Regions from separate parts of the Hordeum vulgare genome. Here region 1 is linked to region 2. The links are chromatin contacts, called in public Hi-C maps. All regions are on one chromosome and are shown on one strand. The core of a region is the stretch at or near the end of the contact, and the rest is flanking DNA. Distances in the headings are between cores, read along the strand shown. Region 1 has its middle 180 kb from the start of LOC123395880. Region 2 has its middle 12 kb from the start of LOC123399074.

Region 1 (6,220 bases), core at 3,225-5,724, 700 kb after region 2:
GGCAGGGCACCATGGTCGTGCAGGGCGGGAATCCGGCTGCCCCCGCCGTGAGGACCTGTGCTCCGGGCGCCAACGTCGCAGTGCGATCGCGGCCGGCGGCGCAGAAGGCCGGCAAGGCCGCATGCGTAAAGTGGAGGAAGGTTCCGGCTTCAAGGAAGCCACCTATTCAACCTCTAACTTCACCCCCCGCAAGGAGGTGCAACGACGATGCTGTTGAACGATCCCGATCCCCCCGCGGTCGAGGTGTTCGACGAAATGGCCGGAAGGTATGCCTCTTTGGTCTTGGCGGTTCCTTTTCATTTTTCACCATTAGTCTTGATAGCTCATGACTTGTTATCGTTCACTATAGCGGTGGTTCGAACAATGCAACAACCGAGTTCATGGACATGTTGGACACGAACGTGGTTCACATTGATCAAGCCTCTTTCGAACCATTCAACTACAATGAAACGAATGGCGGCGTGGATGATCATGGTGTTGCGGACGAATTGGAGGAGATCGAAGCGGAAGCGTTTGAGCAATTTGCAAGCAAAGGGTGGGAAAAGCCAAAGATCGAAGAACTACACGATCTTGGAAGATCAAGCTTTGATCCAAGCATGGAGTGCGGTGTCTCTTGATGCATGCACGGGTGTTTCTCAAACCACCGAGAGATATTGGCAAAGGATCGAAGATCAATACTTCTGCATTATGAAAAGGTATCCTAATAGGACTGCACACACATTTCGGTCACTTCAAGGGCGTTGGGAGAATATCAAGCCTATGTGCAGCCGTTGAGCAGCTTGCTTGGAGCAAGTACGCAATGCACCTCCAAGTGGCACCGTGGAGTCCGACTATGTGAGTTTGTTTTTCCTTTGTTCAATTTGTGCATCATCATAATGTATCATGGGAAATGATTGCATCACTTTGTTCACATTTTTTAGGACAAGATTGCTCAACATAGATACAAGGACATGGAAGCTTCGGAAGGCAAATTCTTCAAATTAGAGCATTGTTGGGAGTTACGCCAAAAGTGCACAAGTGGAAGTTGATCGACAGAGAATCGCCACCAAAGAGAGGCTCACTTATAAACATGGATGAAGAGGAGGATGTTGATGGCCCAAGAAATTTGCACAAGCCCGATGGCGAGAAGAAGACTAAAGAGAAGATGAAGAGAGAGCAAGAAGCAGCGAGCTTGAGGGAGAAGATTGATGCCATGGTGCAATCAAACGAGTTGATGTTGTTTAAGTCGTTGGAGATCAAGAAAGAGTTGGCCGAGAAGAAGGCAAAAGAGAAGCAAGAGAAATGGCAAATGCTCAAGGAAGAGGGGCTCCGCAAAGCTGCCATTGAGGAGAGAAAAGCACGCGCCTCTGAAACCAAATCGATGTCATTGTTGCTCGCCGAGGAGAACAAGATCATGTCAATGAACCGCAATGACATAAACGACCTCACCAAAACATGGCATGATATGGCAAGGAGAGAGATCTTGAAGAGGAGAATGGTCGCCTCGACCAGTCCGTGTTCCAGTTCCGGTGATGTTTTCTCTGCTCCATATGGTGCCAATGTGGATGATTTCAGTGCGGGAGTTGGAACAAGCGACAGGGGTGGGTTCCATGGCGCCGATGAACTTCAATATGGACCCCATGGCACGGAGTGAAGATCGACCCCCAAGATGATGCCGGACATGGGCGCAAACCTTTGCATGCCCTCTTTTGCGTAATGAACTTCGCTTTTATTTGAGTGCAAACTGTTTATTTCGTTTGAATTTGAACTTGTTTGCCAAACCCTATGTCAAATGCGAGATTTGCAGTTTTTCTGTTTGCGGGTCGTCGTGGTGGAGCCCGAGCAGACCCCGCAAAGCCGACCTGTAAAAAAATATATTCCGCAAATATACTTGTTTACGGATCTGTTTGGGGGGTCTGCATCTATGTCAGCCCGCGTCGGCCCGTAAAAATGATTTTGCGCGACCTGTAAACGTGTTTTGCGGGTCGACGGGATGCGGGTCTGCTAGAGTTGCTCTTAGTTTGGTTGTTAGAAATCATAGACTGGTTTCTAGCTTGATTAGGCGGCGGGTCAAGATGCTCCGTGACCAATCTTCTAATATATATAATTGAAATTTGAGATTTTTGTTATGTGATTGAGTCGTCGTGTTATTAACTACTATCCCACCCCTTGTGCACACGTACAGACGTCTGGTAGTAGTTAGTTAATTGGACCCCTTCACTTTTGATCCCAATAAATCACTAGGTGCTGATAATATCAAATCCGATTAATCAGTGGTTAGGTGATGAAATATTAATTAGCTCACTAAATTAATATAAAGCAGATGGCTATAGACACCAAAATAATTTCACCTGTGCTCCAAATTAAGAAACTCCGGCTACAATACAACCGTAATTTTCCCCGTGGTAGTATGTTCTTATCGCTTTACTTGTCGATTAAATTGGTCGAACTACTAGCTCGTACTTGTTTTGGGGAGTGAGCCTACCTCAATTCATTGAGAGAATGGATGTATAAACTTAACATCTACTTAATATCTGGGTTCGAATTCTTACTGAGACAAATTTAGATTCCTACTTATTTTGAAGGACCAGACTTTTCTAATACTCATTTCTTTATCAAGGGTTAGACCAGGCTTGGATAGTCACTTTTTTATCGAGGACTAGGTTAGGCTTATGTGTAACCAAATAAAAATCCTAATAGTCATACTTAAAAGACCGTATGCATTCATATTTTGTGCAGAGAACGAGGAAGTGAAATTATCCATCCAATTTTATGAATAATTACACTTTGGGTTTGCGGCTCCCTCGCCCACAGCGGGAGGGAGCTCCGCCGCCGCCGCCGCCGCCTGATCTCCCGCCTCCGACCGCCTCCTTCGCAACAGAGACTAGATCCAAAACCATTTCCTCACCCTCTTCCCATCCATCCCGAAGTCCAACGCTCTCGGGCGACTCAGGGGTGACCCCTCTCCCACCGTCGGCATAGCCATCTCCTCTCCCTCCCTTCCTCGCCGCCGCATTAGGCTGGCGTCGGGCTAGCCCATGCCGCAGCCGTGGACCGTAGCGGCGGGGCCCTTGATACCCCGCCTTGAGCTGGAGAGCGATGAGATCTGGGGAGGCGGCCCTTTCGACGATGCTCCTCCGTGATGCGCTGAGCGACGGGGCTAGCGTGGTGCGAGTAGTCTGGTCAGACGACCGACGGATCGTCGATGGACCAGGGCCTGGCATGGCTGCTCTGGCGGCCGGCGGCGCCTGATCTGACCGTTGTCCTCCGGCCCTGATCGGTGTGCTTCCCTCCTGCGGGTTCCTCGCGGTGCCGGCGTGTCCTGTCGGGACCCGGGCCAATGGCCGCGGGTGAAGCCGGTGGAGGAGATCCAGATTGGGGGAAACCCCTTGGTCGGTCCCGGCCGGCCGCACATACGACGATGCTCAAGGGCGATTTTCTTCTTGGAGATGTTGGTCTTCCTCTGCTCCTCCACTTCCCCCCTACCTGCCTCTCGGGTGAAAACCTGAACTTCGGTGGGCGGTAGCAAAGTCTTTGACGTCATGACCTTCCTGAAGGAGTCACCTTGAGGGCTGAGTGATGGTGGGCACTGTGTGAATCCTTGACGGTTGCTGGTGGTGGGCACTGCTTCGGGGGAAACCCTAAGATCTGGCCTTTCAGATCGGACGTTGGCGGTACTGCGGTGTCGTTTCTCTATTGGGAGCATCTTTTATGGAGAAGCGCTCGATCACAGATGGAGGAGGTTGAACGGTTTCGTCTTGCACGAAGCTTTTGCGGAGCCGTCAAGTCATGCCTGGCCGACAGATGATACGCCGAGTCATGCCTGGTTGGCAGGTGTTACGCATGACATTTCTTCTAGAGTTCCGCCTCTGGACGAATGAGCGCATGGCATTGGCGCCGTGGTGGTGTCGACGAATGTCCGGACTAGCAAGGATGATGCGGATCTCTCTCCTGAAGATGAGTCAATGGTCCAATGATGATGGCTTCTAAAACATGTGCAATGGTGTGCGTTTTAGGTCTGCTGCATCAGTTGTTGGTCCCGATACGTTATGCGGATGGATTGGTGACGACACCGATTTTAAATATGAAAAGTGAAAGCATTCCACGTTATCGGGTTTATAGGTTTGAGTGGTGGTTTCACATGGATTGATGTATATTTTTGTTAAATCATTATGAAATAATTAATAAATATAGTTGATGCAGAGGCCGGGGGTTTAACCTCCTTTTCCAAAAAAAAATCCCGCACTTGTTTTGAACAACAAGCCCAAGTCTAGAGGTTGGGATATTTAGAGATCATAGCCATACTGCTACGATTATTATCTTTGTGACGATCCTATGAAATTACTTCACGTGTTAGTTCAATTGTGTTTAACATTCTTGCTTTGTTCTGCTATCAAACTCTCTTCGAAAAGCAACAAATGTACTGGTACGACTATCTTGGCCGAGAGGCCAATGACAGGGACACATCCATGCGTGTGTCGAGCAAACCACGCATGCATGCATGCATTTTGTTGTGATCGAGCTTGGGCGGGGACCCTGCGGCGGACGGCCGGCCTGCCGGCCGGTCCCGCGCGCCAACGAACGACGGACCGTCCGCCGTCTGTCCGTCCGGCCGATCAGACGTACGCCGGCGCCCGCGCGCGCACATGGAGTCACATGGACGCTATCTGCAACCACCTCAGCGTCGGCCGGTCGACCTCGACCATCGACCTCCATGTCCATCTCATGCATGGATGAAGATGGAAGATCGTGGCAACCTGCACATCTCACGCACATGTACGTGCATGACTACAAGTCCCCATTAATTATCGATCGACATCGACTGCCTGACTACTCAGCTGGTCTATTACACACGTACGACCCTCCTGCCGCCATCATTTGAGCGGCAAATCGCCGCGCGCTAATGATCTTCTAATCATATGATCACTTTTATAATCATATCATGGGCATCATGATTGCCCTCCAGAAGATTCCTCTGTGTAAAATGCACACCTGAATTATTGATCGTACATTCCAAACGCTAACCTTGCTATCCTGATATTTGCTTGTTTATATTCATTTATTAATAACAGTTTAAGTGTGCATCATTTGCAGCAGATCATGCATGTGGCAAGTGGCCCACGGAGCTACCTCAGTCTGGTCTGGTCCCTGCATATAGTTCAATCTCTCTCACGCGTACGTACATCGCAAATTGGGCATATTGGGCCTACCGAAATCAAGGTTTTTGGAATCTTTCTCCCTTCATCAGATGGAGTACCAACCTTTGGTCTCTGGTACCGGAAAAAACTACCAACTGCCACACAGAGTAGAGAGTACCTACCGGCTACCGGTCCGATCTCACCTGCAGCCTGCCGCTTCTTTAATTGCAGTATCATGCACTGACCGGTACCATCATTATGGAAACTGTTGCCTCTGATGTTTACATGTGAGACCATGAAGAGCATGTCAGAGGAACGCCACTGGTACTAATTATATAGCTAAAACCCATTGGCTGATTGGAGAAATACCAGATATATGTTGATGCCGTCGTTTTTCAATTGCCAAGTAGGATATACATAATGCATGGAAAGACAGGTACTCTCTCCGGCCGGAAATTACTTGTTGCATAAATAGATAAAAATAAATATATCTAGAACTAAAAATATCTAGATAAATCCATTCTTATGACAAGTATTTTCAAACGGAAATATATAATACTCCCTCTGTAAACTACTATAAAAGCATTTAGAATACTACTTTAGTAATCTAATTAAACACTCTTATATTAATTTACAGAGGGTGTAGTATGTATGCACACATGGATGAGCTAATACAGTGATACTGGACAAAATCAAAGTTGACTCATCACCAACCGAAGAAGGAGAAGGACAAGAACATGCACACATGCGTACACTTGCATATCTGTGGTACTATACACAGTAGATAAACCTCACAACTTGCAAGAAATTAATACATGGAGTCACTAGCTACCATTGCAAGTTGCAAGATTTTTCCTTTCCTAATACCCTCAGGTCCGATTAAGAAAATGATTTTGGTGGATATACACTGCAAGCTAGTCTGCATCCACCGGCCCACACGTACGCTGAACAGTTCTACCAGATCGACCGAAGCCAGCCCATGAGGTGCGGGTCCAAGCCATATGATGATGCATGTCGTTCCTCCCTAGATATTTCTTATGGTGATGCATGCGTGCATGCAATTTCTATATACCTCCATCAACGAAAGAGTTTTTACTTGTACA
Region 2 (6,162 bases), core at 361-2,860:
CATCTAATTAGAACATACATTGCAACTATAAAATTTAAATGCAAACAAATGCGATCATAACCGCAACTAAGGTACCAATTGATCCAACGACGTAATGATATCAAACCTTAGTATGAATGACATATTTTCTAATCTTTCTAATCCTCAAGCGTATTGCATCCATCTTGATCTTGTGATCGTCGACGACATCGGCAACATCCAACTCCAATATCATCTTCTCCTCTTCAACTCTTTGTAATTTTTCTTTCAAGTAATTGTTTTCTTTTTCAACAAAATTGAACTTCTCGGCAAGAATTTCTATGTCGGTTGGAATTTTCGGTTCACATACCTTCTAGATTAAAAAATCTATGTCATGCTGGTCGACATAATTGTCATAAACACTAAATAAAACAAGCAGTTATAAAAGATAATATATACCACATCCGTATCATAGACAGGACGATGGCAGACGAAGGCAGATACGAAAACCATCGCACTATATAATAACAAACAATAGTAAAAGTAAGAAAATTACATAAGTATCTATCTAAATCATACAAGTAAGAACATTTTTCTTTTAGAAAAAAGATAAGAAGAAGAGACTAACCACGGTGTTGCCGGCGCCGAGATGGGCGCGGGCGATCGACGGTGGTGAGGACGGGGACGGGACAGGACGGACCGTCAAAGCTACAGAAAACTTGAGAAAAATGAAGCTTGAAAAAGGAGATTCAAGAGGAGAAAGCTTAAGTGTGGCTCAGACATTTCATCGAACACCTCATGTGCATAGGAGGTGAGCTAGAGCACCACAAAGCTCTCCCACAGACGGTCAAAAAATAGAGGAGTGCACTGCTCTGCTCGCGGGCAGGGGGTATATATAGGCCAAACATTTGTCCCGGTTTGTGGCTGGAACCGAGACTAAAGTTCAACATTGAGACCCCGTTTCAGCCACAAACTGGGACTACCAGGAGCGAGGCACATTGATCTCTGTTTATGTCTGAAACCAGGACCAAAGGCGTCATACGAACTGGGACCAATGACCCACGATGCCCGGCCGACACCCTGATCTCTCGAACCGGGACCGATGCTCCCATGGGTCCAGATTCGTGAAGGAACCAGAATTAATGGGATTTTTATCAAATGGATCAAAGCCATTTTTTCTACTAGTGCGCACCATTCCATCCTTAACCTTTTCACTCAGCTGCACACAATAATCTTATGTCGTAACTTCATTCACGTGGCTCTCGCTCGGGGTTACAAAAATGTAGATGCTAAGCTAGAGCGAAATCTACAGATTGACCTATGCCGCGTCACATGAAGGTAGGTAGTTAAATAAGAGTCGAATCACCGACAGATCGAACATGCAGCTACATGTAGCAGCTGCCAACGTGGTACTTAATCTCTCTCTCCTGGCCAGCCGCCCAGGTTACTTAATTAGATGCTAAGCAAGAGCGAAATCTTCAGATTGACCTATGTCGCGTCACATCAAGCTAGCTAATAGTTATAATAAAAATGGTCGAATCGCCGAAATATGGAACATGCAGCTGCAAATCGTGGTACACACACCACCTCTCTCTGTCTCTCTTGGCCACATGCTCAGGTGAGCGGCGAGTTAATTTGCATGATCTTTCAATACATGTGTACGGTTGTGGCCCCTTGGCCACCACAAGATGGCTCGCTATAGATGCTTCGTCGGTACTACGTTTCCTTGATCGATCAATGTGTGGACAGTGGTACACGTTAATTTTAGGCCAGGGAACAATAAACTAAGCCAAAGTATTACATGCATGATGCATGTACTCACACTCGTACGCCACAAAACTAAACTGAACCGACCACGTACCCGGCAGGAGAGATCGACAGGTGGTTTATGTTGCATGGCTGCATGCATATAATATTTTCGGTTTTGTTCACGGCCGCATGCATGAAGCGGAGAACCGGCCATTGCATTACATGCATATGTTCCACGTATATATACTTGGTGACCAAGACTATCGTACGTTGACGTAATCATCCATGTGTGTCGGACGATCAATTCGAGCGTATGAATACGAAAACAGCTAGCAAGCAAGCTGTTTCGGCTCAGAAGCTTACTGAATGCTTGGAGAAGGGCTGAACACGTACGCACCGTCTAATCTAAGGGAGACAAGGGTAGAGTTATCTAGTCTAATATACACATAACACATGAAACCCGAAGGCGCTGCTGGAACTACGTACTGTGCATGCATGTATGCATGCATGCAGCTCATTCCGGCTTTTGTTCTTATACCGACACGTGCGCAAAACGGCAAAAGTAAGAACTCACACTATGGAGTACGCCTATGTCCAGCTAGCTAGTAGCTATTTGACGACAAGGAACGGAGTTAATTGTTTCCAGATAGTTTGAATTTGCCGCCCTTCCCCAAACTCCTATGCAAAAGCGCCGCCGACGCCTACGTGTTTCACCGTCGACCTCGCATTCTCTCGCTCCTCCCTGTTGGAACAAGGTCAAAGATGGATCGAAAGATCTGGATGATACATGCATCTGAAATGCATATGCTGAACTGCATCAATGCATGGTGCAGGATGGCATCACTGCATACGCATGCATGAGCATCAAGAACTAGCTTAGCTGCCACTCTTCATCAGTGTTGTTTCTCTCTTGCATGCATATTTTGACTTTCTCTCCGTGTGTTGTATCTGTTTAATTGATGACTAATTTGTCTAGCTGTAAGATTGATAAGTTAGGTTCCAAAATGTGCGCAGCTGAGTTAACTGTGATGCTCATGCGGTGGCTGCTGATTATTTGCTCTTCTGATTCGGTCATAGGTTTGCTTTAGGTATATGATAGTCAGATAGTGCATGTGTAGTCGTCAGTTGTGCGCTGACCAATACATACAGTCAAGCCCTTTTCACCCATTTATTTTTTGCACGCGCGTGGTCAATGTCACCCACACTAAAATTGCAGGGCTGGTCGGTTTGGATTAAGGTGGCCTACCTATTAACTATAAGCATATGCGTGTTAGAAAAGGCATGGAATTCGTTAATCTGTAGACTAAGTAAGATTATCCTACTGGGTTGTATTGGGCACTACTTTTCGATTTTGTATGTTGTCATGCTTGCAGCGCTCGCTAGCTTTTAGAGCAAACTGGGCTGGGTGTACATAGTTTTATTTAATTGTTCATAAGGTGGTGGTGGTGGAAGCAAGACGAGTGGCAATTTACTCACTGTTGCTACCTCCTTTTGGATCGATGATGCTTCAAGATCAGGAAACATGCATTAGACATATGAAAAACGTCAATTATTATCCCCATTTTTTATTTACATGGTGTCACCACTTTTTTGCATCATCTTTGACAATAAAACATAAGTTATGTGGCACGAAAAATTATAAGATCAATTCGTCTTCAAAAGTTACCATGTTTGTAATATTTGTGACTCCTATATAATATATGCTACGTTCTTTGCCAAATATATTATCTTTTGAACTGCAGTAAGGCCTTTTGGATCCCGAGCTTCATGGATGCCAAATTTTGAAAAATTTCAAATTTCAAATTTTACGGTTTTAAAAAATTATGAAACAAATACGCATGTATGTAAGGATGTAATGTACACTTGTGCAAAAATTCATGATAAAATACTATGAATTGCGACCTGTAAAAAAAGAAATTTCAAGGCCTAGATTGATGAATAGTACCATGTGTTAAAAACCTCAGTTTTGTTTCCTATAACGTGACTATTTCCCCCGATTCCAGTGCCCTCTCCTTCTTTCGCTTGATCTCGTGTCGGTGACCTCAGAGCGACAGCGACGACGAGGATGGCTCCAAGACCGTGGAGGCGCATGCTGGTGGTCGACGAGCTAGGTGGAGCTCGACGAGACGTCCGAGGTGGTGGTGGTTGTGTTTGGGTCAGGATAAATCCCTGGCGGCTCATCCTTCACCGACGCGGTAACTTCTACGGGCGCTACCGTTCCTTCCTGAGGGACGTCTGCTATACCCCTTTCACATTGTCCTCCGCATAACGGAGAAAACCCACAGACTAGTTCGGGCAGCAGCAGCATTGTCGTCGCATTCCATCTTAACGGTGATGCTTGCTACAAGACTCTTCGAAATGCTAGAAAAGCGGCGGGACATCTTCGAAGGGTGCAACGGTGGCCGACATTTCGTTGTTTTGCCACTGTCATCATTTGTTTGTTTTTCTTTCTCTTTCAGTTTTTGGGCTTTGTTATGTTACGGCCCCAACAAGTTATTGTATGGGATGGTTGATTTATAATATAAAACCAAGGAAGAGCCTTTATCATCATTGTTCATTTGTGTTGGTGTCCCCCGGAACTAAAGATTGAGCCAGCACATGCCATCCGGCCGTATGTCTAGGCTACACGAACGAAGATATATATACATCCTCCTCACATCACTGGTGGAAAAAGGGCCTTTGGTCGCGGTTCGCAACTGCCATTAGTCGCGGTTGCGCAACCGCGACCAAATAGGCGCGACTAAAGGCCCCCCCCCTTTAGTCGCGGTTGCTTAAGAACCGCAACTAAAGGCCCGTCCACGTGGGCGCCAGGCGGCCGTCGGGGCGGAGGACCTTTAGTCGCGGTTCTTCTGCCCAACCGCGACTAAAGGCCCCCCCCCTAAACCTGTTTTCTGTTTAATTTGTATTGTTTTATTTCTTTTGTGCTTTATTTTAATTTTGAAGGAGTTTCACATATTCTACGGTACTACATACATGCATATGAATGTACAATTTCAAACAAATTTGAAATTAGAACCAAAAAGAATTCAAGAGGAATATACAATATATATTCAATATCATCGGATGACCATATACAATTTTGAACAAGTTTCCATACATAATTTAATGCATATGAAGTTCTACGTCCTCGTAATGGTGTTCTCCTTTACGATGGAGGACTTCCCTCCTGAACCATCCAGCTAGTTCCTCTTGAAGTGGTCGGAAGCGAGCTTCTGGACTAAGCATCACCCGGAGGTTATTCCGCTGAGCATTGGTATCACTCGGAACCCGCTCAGAGGTGTATCTCCGGATCATCTCACAGACATAGTATCCACATAGATTGGTCCCCGCTGGCTGAATATCCCCACCATTCTTAGCCTTTGACCTTTTGAATTCTAGCTCTTTTTTGAATTCACCGACCTTTGTATCTACGAACCGTCTCCAAACCCTACGAGGCAAAGAAAATTAAATGAACAAGAGAGTTATTAGTTACTTGATATTAGGAAATGAACGAAATAGGCCGATCGATATAGAGCGCAAATGAATGAAAATAATTACTTCTGCAGCATTCTTCTCATGCCGCCCCAAAGCTTTGGATCCATATTCAGAGAGTCGTGGACGAGACATTCTGAGGTGTCAACTTTAATTACTAGCAGAATCCAGTGGAACCTGCGGACACGATACATGCACAGTACATCATGCATAACTCATCGATTAGCCGGCCACATATCATGCATGGAGTAAACAAAAGAGAATGTGCTCAAGACAGAAACACTCACCCAAAATGGTAAGGAAATAGAATATCACTTTTGAGTTCCTGCTTTGTAAGAAACTGCCACAGGTTTGCCTCCATGTCGGCGGGGTGATGCTCCAACACATATCCATTAACGATGTGTGGGTCAATGAACCCAACATCATGGATGTTCCTTACTCTGCATTCCTTAATCTTCATTCTGCATGTATAATAGCGGACACAACAATATAGTTACGACATATATATAGTGCAGGCAATATGAACGAGATGGGGTATAAATAAATCACTTACAGAACGTAGCAACTGATGATAGATTTGTCGAGCTCGCGCAGATTGAAAAGCTGGAACAATTCACTCAGATGAATTTGTACATAGTAATGTTTGAAGTGATGCTCATATCTAACTTCCGCATAAATATAATCTTTGGCGTTTTTATTTTTTATGTAACCCTTATACCATTTCACCAGACCTTTCATTTGTGGAGGTAGATCCTCTTCCTGCGCAGGCTCGACGAGAGGCCCATTCTTCACATATGTAATTACTACCTCCTTCACTGGCGCCTCATCAAGGCCTAACATTTCACGAAGAGTAATACCTAAGTTGGCCGCTTGTTCTCTGGCACTCGTTACAGTCAATCCATGTGCTGCCGCAGCTGCTATGATATCGGGGTCATCCGGACCGGCGGCCTTCACTATAAGCGGGGCAATCGATTGTTTACTTTG

The links. A called contact is a pair of places that touch in the nucleus more often than the background predicts.
Region 1: a contact with region 2 is called in a Hi-C map of leaf, with 4 times the contacts expected there. The contact joins two enhancer-like sites. A contact is called at or near these places in 2 of 6 Hi-C or Micro-C datasets (leaf and seedling).

What each region holds. Positions count from the first base shown.
Region 1 is chr5H:15,964,262-15,970,481 of MorexV3_pseudomolecules_assembly, forward strand. No RefSeq gene overlaps it. Among protein-coding and RNA genes, the nearest start is that of LOC123395880, 180 kb to the left of the region's middle. Within about 2 kb of position 4,475, at least 3 of the 3 cell types and tissues checked have open chromatin away from gene starts, as enhancers often do. A contact at or near this core is called in leaf, where this site is marked.
Region 2 is chr5H:15,264,766-15,270,927 of MorexV3_pseudomolecules_assembly, forward strand. No RefSeq gene overlaps it. Among protein-coding and RNA genes, the nearest start is that of LOC123399074, 12 kb to the right of the region's middle. Within about 2 kb of position 1,611, at least 1 of the 3 cell types and tissues checked has open chromatin away from gene starts, as enhancers often do. A contact at or near this core is called in leaf, where this site is marked.